Linked DNA regions of Bombyx mori: region 2 is linked to region 1. Evidence: chromatin contacts called from public Hi-C data. All regions are on one chromosome and are shown on one strand. Each heading gives the region's core, a stretch centred on a gene start, on an enhancer-like site or on the middle of the called end of the contact. The rest is flanking DNA. Distances are from core to core; before and after follow the strand shown. Region 1 holds the start of LOC101736643 (myosin heavy chain, non-muscle). Region 2 overlaps LOC101736643 (myosin heavy chain, non-muscle).

Region 1 (4,213 bases), core at 1,411-3,910:
ACCAAAAAAGAAACATTCATAGCTAGCATTGGATGGTCAGTTGTACTATTTTGTTCACGTACGTCATCTTCAAAAACTTAACTAATCTGCTTGGCTTTTGGTTTATTTTATTCTATTTTTAGAGCTGTATATATATTATAGCCTGGCATATTCCCATATTTCCAAAGATATAATTTATACCATTAACTTTATAGCCTTGTGATTCTGCAACATTACGCTTTCGCCGTATAGCCAAGATCTTTAGAGTTCATAATGGTATTCGAGACTAATTCAAAGCTATGCTATCTGTATTTAGGTTATAGTTTAAGACTTGATTTTAAAATGAAGATCTTAATCATTATTTATATAATTTTGTGAAGAAAAATACAGTGGCCGGCTGAAGTATTTTCTACCGGTCAACAAAGAGTAGTAGAGTCCTGTAGTAGTATTCCTTGGGATTATTATTATTGCCATTATTTCTTGGGCTGTTGAATTTAGTCTATATTGTATTCAACCACAATGTGCCGCCATTCTACTAAGACATTAAAATCTTACATATATATATTTATCAACAGAGCAGCTGTACCAAATTTCAAAGCTCATAGATGTTTTCTGTTACAATCAAACAAACTGGTGATACCTATTTATGTTCATAACATGCCCTAACCTCAAATTTCGATTTTCTCAAAATGTTTTCATAATTTTAGATATTCTCTACAGTTTTTGTTAATAGATAGATTTTTATACCACATAAGTATTTTTAACCTTAATCAGGCGTATTACTCACAAAATACTTAGAAAATACTGTAAGTAGTGTTATTACTAAGAATTAGAAATAAACATACACATAAGGATTGTAAGAAAAAATATAACAACGTGAGTTATGTGATAAGATAAAGTATGTGATGATATGCTTTAAGGATGAGTCGACACACAATCATGATTGTGGCATGTAATGTTGTGTGGTTACCTAAAAAATGTTAAGGTGCAATTCCTTAATTGTTTAACAAAATGAAAATATTTAGACAATAGTTTTGTTTTTCTTTCAATGCAACATAATTGGTACTATTAGAGTATTGACATTCTCTAATAGTAATATAAGGGTGACTTAGTTTTACCTCAACCAGTATTTTATCTTAAAATGAGTAATAAACATTTAAGATTTCCTTGAGATTAAAATTTTCAAACATCCTAATTGAAGCTATTGTGGAAAGGTAAGGGTTTTTTGTTTTTCGTTGCACAACACAGAACTGGTAGCAAAGGTGATACTTTTCAGGCAAATGTGAGCTACCTTCACTTTGCTTTACAAGTTCTTCACACTTGAAATTACTAATGATAATGAACAAGTATTTAAGGCATAATAAATAACTAATAGTAATTTGTTATTGCATTTTTTAATAGCATCCCTGTTTTTATTTTCATAGTGACTTTATTACAGAATGCATAATTAGTATATTATATCTACTGTATGTAAAACTAAAATTGGTTTAATTATTGAATGACTGTGTACACTTGAGTGATTTAATATTAAAGATTTGATTATGACTCATCATAACCTAGATAAAAATACTAAATTAACTTTATCATTTAAGTACCAGGTGGTTTTTGATATGTAATAATTTAAATTTTGTTCAACAGCTGTAATGTTATAGGCTTCAAGTGAACTAAATGTCAAATATTTTGGTTTCGGTATTTGGCTTCATTTTAAGAAAATGGGAAATCCTATTAGAACATTTTTCATCATCATGTCAAAGTTATATAAATATTATCGTGGAAATAAATTTAATTTTTTAGTACTTACATAAATGAGTCCAGAATAGTATCTGTCTTTTATGTTGTGCAGAACAGAAGCCTCGTTTAAGCAGGTCAGTTCAGCCATATCCTCCACTTTATCGAACTTTGGTGGATTCATTTTCTGGATATCATCTATGGGCACCAACATCCGCTTTCCTGACTCGGCTATCTCCACTTCAACTTCATCTCCTCGCTCTCCTTTGATTCCGGCCGCTACGAATCCTTGGTTCTCGTGAGGCACCCAAACTAACCTCTTCTGCGTCCATTCCGCCTGCGTAGCTGGATCATTGAAGCTGTTTCTATCCACCGACAGATACCGGAGCTCCGGGTCGTTTCTATCCATGTCCACCATCGTGCCGCCCGATCACTCGCGGCCCGTACTGCAGCAATCCGACACTATATACAACATATACACGGTCAACCCGACCGACACCACACCTCACAACACAGTGTTTAAGTTACCAAAAAGCGCGTTCTTCTACGTTCTATACCCGTGGCCGCGCACGGCTCTGATAACTACAAAATGACGATTGTAGCCGAAGGAATCGACGACGGTTACGGGTAGGAGGGATGACCGGTCGACGCCCGAATTCACGTTGAGATTCGTCGAATTTTATTCCGTATATTAAGCGTATTCGATTTTTATAGTAATTACCGATTACTTTATTTACTAAATTGAATAAAAGTACGTGTTCGAGTCAAGCGCAATAAGAAGTATTTCTTCTTTTAGGATGAAAGCAATTTAAAAGTAAGTACACGACGTGTTGCCGACACCTCTTTGTCGTTATAGTTTGTTTCCCTTTTCCGAAATTTCATGATGAATGTTGTCATTCAGATTCTGTTATTGGCCGGTTTTCGCAATGAGTCAATATTTCGAAGCGAAGGACCAATAACGAGCTGCCGTCAAAACAGCTGTCAAATTCTTGGCTCGAAAGTGGAAAAAACATGTTCCATCAATTTTTGAGGTGCGTTCCAATTTGTTAATATTCATTTACCTAGCTCGGATACACAAATTACTTTTGGAAACCAAGCTAGTTTCAGTTCCAGATCCAGCAAACTAATTGAAATAGATGGGTAGAAGGAAGCTTAAATATCTATGGAAAGAACTGACGTAGATATTTAATTAATTTAATTATTTATGTAATTATGAAGTGTAATTAACCTACTTAATCGTTACCCTTCGTATTGAGCTTGTGGGATGATATGAGGAAGAGCGTTTTTTTTTATTGCGCTTGTAGGCAGACGAGCATACGGCCCACCTGATGGTAATGCCATGGGCGCCCATGGGCGTCAGCAATGCCAGAGGCAAAGCCGAGCCGCTGCCTACCGTTTAATGCTTGGGAAACACAGTGTAGGGGAGCTCATTTCAAAGCCGGATGGTACGTGGGAAAAAAGATATCTGGAAACGCACTATGAATGCAGTGGTTCCAATGTATAATGGATGAACTCTTTTCCGGTGGCGGGCGGTGCGATGGTAAAAACGAGGTGTGGTATCATCTCAAACAATTCCTCAGAGCACTCCCCATGGAACATACGGTACAAAATACCGAGGGAACAGAAGTCCCTCCGCAGAACCAGAGGTTCTAAACAGTCCGTGAGAATGGAATTATCAATAATCCGAAAGGCCCTCTTCTGTATGAAGCTGGTATTTGGGAGATCCGGCCCAGAGAATTCGTAAGTAGGTAAGAGAAGTCGAATTAATGACACTGGTTCACAATCGGTTTTTCGCCCCATTAAGTAGGTAATCTCTCTTGGATAGAACTTGAAAAGGGTAGCACCGACAGATGCAAATTTCTCGAAGACATTCAAGATTTTATTACAAATTTCGAAAAGACTCGTTACTACGAGTATACAAGGTCGAATGGCACGTTTCTGAATCCTCCAGTAGTTTGTTCGTTTTTTTAAATTGCGATATGAGTACAGTCGTGTCAACCAATGTTTATTCGTATAAAAGAAACCATTGCTATTTAATGCTATTCTTTTCAATGAAATACTACAGTCCATGCGTCATGATCAAATTTTTCGTCTGTAACTAACACAATGAAATTGTTTGTAAAAAAACATATAATATATATTTATTTTGTATCCGTTATTTAGGTTTTTTTCATTCCAAGATAAGTCGATGTCACTGTTATTGTAAAAAGTGATTCGTACTGGATGGACGTAAAGAACATTATTAAGAGGTACTTTGCTTGCATTATCTTTCGTCTGACCACTTAGGTAATAAAAAAAATATGGAAAAGGACTTTTTTATAAGGAAAAGGAAAGTACTTTTTGGCGGGAACGCGAGGAGCGCAGTTGTGTGAATTGGTTTATTTTGTCTATTTAGTGTTACTTCAGGTTTAAATGTGTAATAACGGTGGTTTATTCTCTGTTTAATATCTGTAGTGCAAGGTAGAGGAGGAAGAGATCGACCGAAGAAAACATGAATGGAGTGTGT
Region 2 (4,296 bases), core at 317-2,816, 68 kb before region 1:
GCGTAGTGCAAATAATGGTGTTGAGCGCGAGTCGGCACTGGTGTGCGGCAGATTCTGCCGCGATGCACTTGTTGCTATACATTATTGAAGTTTCGAAAACTCGTGATTTAAAGAACGGTAAACTTAAACACACGTGATGTCTGAGGGCTCCATTTCAGGCTAGCCAAACGTGAATAATTATCGTTATGCGATTTTGTTTTTATTATTACATTCCTAATGCGAGCCACGAGGCAGCACTACTCATCGTACTATAGGACAATGATTATTATTCACACGGATAATATATATTTTGCGAAAACAGAAACTGTCCGTATTTACATAACTCGTGTGGTTACTCGATAATATTATTGTATAGCGGTGTATTATGCAATATACACACACACGCACACCTATAGCATGTAGTTAAGTTACCGTGTAGTAGATCTCATAGGCAGAAGGTAAACGAACTATATGTCTGGGGAATACAGGTAGGTGGCGCATTTACGTTGTAGTTGTCTATGGGCTCCAGTAACCACTTAACACCAGGTGGGCTGTGAGCTCGTTCACCGATCTAAGCAATAAAAAAAAAAAAAAAAAAAAAATACACCAGTGTTCACCCGGTAATCAAAATTCGACCATAATCACTGACTCCTCAAGATTTCGATTCGTTTTACAAGGTTTTAAATTTTTCTTTGACATTTAAAAGAAATACTTCCAAATAAAATCAATCAAACAAACTGAAGAGAAGGCGGTACTAAACTGTTTTGCCTTTGTTTTGTTATATGGATTTTAAATTAACAATTGTATTTGTAACATATAAGTCATAAAAACACTTCAATTTTATATAATTTCCCAGATCAGTAAGCATGAATATCGCTTTTGGGCGGATACCAGATTGGATACCAAATTTTAAATTTTGGACATCCGACTTGCCTTAGGTGTCCATAAATATGTATAAATAAATAGGTATAAATAAATTCTCGCTTACCTTAATATACAGTCTCCACCACTGCCAATTCCTCAACTTGAGATACGCAGCGCAGTTCCTCTGAATGATCCGAATGGCGTTGAGTTGCTGGAGTCTCTTCTGGTAGTTCCGCCGGGCCAGGTAGCCGCGGCAGAACGCCTGGAAGTTGACTATCAAGTCCGTGATCTTGTAATCCCTCTCCTCTTCCAGGTGAGCCAGCACACCGGCCCTGAAGAATATTTTCGACTGACCAACTCTGTACAGATTGTGGTCCAGCTCGAGAGCCTCGATCATCTGTTCGCAGGCCTTCTTTCCGTCCATGAAACCTTTAGGAATGATGTTCGGAGTGAGGAGTTCATAGCGCTGCCTGAACTCTTGGAACGGAATCCTGTTCGGGAAGCCCTGTCTGCAAATTCTGATGCCCTCGAGGACACCGTTGCACCGCAACTGGTCCAAGACGAGGGGCGCCTCAATCTTTCCTGCTTTCTTTTCATGGTTGGGAATGATGCACCTCACAAAGTTCGGATTGGTGTTCCTCAATGTGGCCATCAGTTTAGTCAACTGCTCCTTATACAGTTGGGAGACAGTCCTGAACATTCCTTTGCGCGTTCTTGCACCGAACTGCGTGTCGGTCATCGCCTGCTGCGCCATGCCGACAATCTCAGCGTCCTTCCAGATGTGACAAACGAAAGGATCCTGCGAGTTCTGAAGAAGCGACACGACGTTCTCGTTGAGCGGGTCCATGTTCTTCATGAGCCACTGGGCGGCTGAGTAGTCCACTTTACCGGCGTAGTGAATGATGGCGAAGTCTGCCACGCCGCGGAAGTCAGTCTTCATAAACTTCGGGTGCACGGAGTGGGCCGACACCAACTTCTCGACGAAGGTCTTGTCTGTCGCCTTGGGGAACCAACATTCTTCATCGAGCAAGGCCATGATGCCCATGGGTTTGTCGATGAGATCGATGGTCGGTTGGAGATCGAGACCGAAATCAATGAATTTCCATTCGATTCCTTCGCGCTGATACTCTTCCTGTTCCAATATAAACATAGTGTGGTTGAAGAGTTGCTGCAACTTCTCGTTCGTGTAGTTGATGCAGAGCTGTTCGAAGGAGTTCAATTCGAAGATTTCGAACCCTGCCATGTCGAGGATGCCGATAAACGAGGCGCCTTGTCTCTTCGTCCTGTCCAGAGACCTGTTGATCCTGTTCACCAGCCATCTGAACAAACGTTCGTAACAAGCCTTACCGATAGCTTCAACAGAAAACTCAACTTGTTCCTTGGTTTGTGCTTTTGTGACGAAATCGCGACCCACTTTAATTCTCGGTTTCAAGAAAGCCTTCGTCATTTCCGTTACGGAAAGACCTGTAAGAGAATGGTACATTTGTCATTGACCAAATTAATGTGCGTTAAGTTTTAAACAACATTAATACTTTGTGTTTGTCTAGTTGAGCGATGGAGCTCTGGTGCCAAGTGGCTACTACCGCGGTCCATTTACATTACAGCCTGTATACCACTACCCATCTTAAGGCATGAGATTGAAGTCTCACTTGTATTATAACGGCTGTTCCACCGTCACCCTGACTTCAGTCTATCGCTAATGAGCTGTCTTATCCGAAGATCGGACGCAGGTTGTTGAGCCACAAGGGGTTTTAGTTCGTTCATATCAGACATACTCCGCATACCGTCCCCGACGTTTAGGCGACAACCCTACGCTTTTTTTACAATAAAATCATTTTTTCTTACTCTATTTTTAATTCAAATTTATTAAAATTTATTTTCTATTTTTTAGATGGATTTTCTATAAAAGCATATTTTGTTAATTTTTATTAAATATTATTTATTTTTAATTTTTTGGTTGAATTTCAATTCTTTAATAAAAAAAATTCAATTCTTTTTTAAATATTGAATTGTCATTGGTCCTTAATAAGTATACCGAATTTCGAATTAATCCGACGTTTTGAAGGGGGTCAAAATCATGTTCAGAGATTTCGTTAAAAACATACATACACACATACGTCTGAAGCTAATAAAAACGTATTAAAATGGATCAAAAATGCATATCATCTAAAGGTCGTTTAAGTAATTTTGAAACTCTCTCTGCACTGAAGGCACTCGCATTCATATTCTAATAAGACCTATGGGTACGTAATCATTTCACGTTTGAGTACATTTGAGCAGCCGTCAATGCCAAGACAGTGAACAAGACAAAAGACATAACTCACCAAGTAAATGCGCGATTTTCTGCGCCACGGTGTTGTCGGGCAACGTGGCTTGATCCGAATTCCTTTCCTGCTTGAACTGCATCGACCCGAACAAGAGAACCGCCGAGACTATCCTAAATATCGAATTGAAGTCCTCGTTGTTCATGCCCATGATGTTCATTGACTTCATGGTGGCCTGGTACTCGGCCGCGTCATCGATGCCGGGCACCGGTAGAGCGCCACTAGATAAAAACGGGTAGCTTTTCGCATCTTCTAGAATGAACTCGGCCTTCTGCTGCGGGGTCGCTCCGGTCAGCAGCTGATAGAAAATGTGGAATGTCCTCTCGTCCTTCGCTTGTCTTATGGCCCTCGATTTTTCTAATAGATACGTTTCGATGTTGGCACCGGCTATGAAGCCGGACGCGTCGAAGTTTATCCTTATGAATTTACCCTGAAATTTAGCGCTAGTTTTAATAATATCTTAATATATGTAAATTACGTGTCACGTTGTTTGTCCACGATAGACACCTAAGCTACTGATCCGATTTTAACTTTTTTTTTAAATATGTGTTTTATTCCAACATAGGTCATACATAGAATGGTTTTTATTTCGATTAATGGTCGCAATATTTATTAAATAAAAATGATACGATTTCTTATATTGTTTTAAAACCTTATCCACAGCAACGTGTGGCTGGGTCTGCTAGTACAATTAATTTTTTTTTTAATTGCTTGATCTTCTAAAAATCTACAAATGTTCACATTAAAATCTCTAATATAGAATAACACCAAAGCCTGTATATTCAATACAATAATCATAGCTTAAAACCAAAAAAATTACACGACAAATAACTTTATCCGATACTTACGAATCTAGATGAGTTATCGTTTTTGACCGTCTTCGCATTACCGAACGCCTCCAATATCGGATTGGCCTGCAACAATTGCTGTTCCAACTCGCCCTGTACGAAAACAATATCGTCTGAGTAAAACAAAATAAGGAGCTACAACCCAATGTTAATAAATGAAGTATCACAAAGCATTCAGGGTTTAAAGTTACTTAACTTTGTAATTATCTAAAAGGTTATGTGTTTGAGTTTTTCAAGCTTTAATTCAAAATAATTTATTGGTACGAAAGTGAGAGTTATAA

What was found. A called contact is a pair of places that touch in the nucleus more often than the background predicts.
Region 2: a contact with region 1 is called in a Hi-C map of posterior silk gland, with 2.4 times the contacts expected there. The contact joins the enhancer-like site here to the promoter of LOC101736643 in region 1. A contact is called at or near these places in 6 of 7 Hi-C or Micro-C datasets (middle silk gland, midgut, posterior silk gland and 2 more).

What each region holds. Positions count from the first base shown.
Region 1 is chr17:1,190,753-1,194,965 of ASM3026992v2, reverse strand. It overlaps LOC101736643 (myosin heavy chain, non-muscle), which reads right to left and starts at 2,660. Exons shown (of 27, transcript XM_062673238.1): 1 at 1,781-2,660. The coding sequence starts at 2,125. LOC101736784 reads left to right here and starts at 3,885. Exons shown (of 7, transcript XM_038016783.2): 1 at 3,885-3,956.
Region 2 is chr17:1,258,056-1,262,351 of ASM3026992v2, reverse strand. LOC101736643 (myosin heavy chain, non-muscle) reads right to left here. Exons shown (of 27, transcript XM_062673238.1): 5 at 4,016-4,108; 6 at 3,168-3,597; 7 at 968-2,307. Among protein-coding and RNA genes, the nearest start is that of LOC101736504, 23 kb to the left of the region's middle. Within about 2 kb of position 1,566, at least 3 of the 8 cell types and tissues checked have open chromatin away from gene starts, as enhancers often do.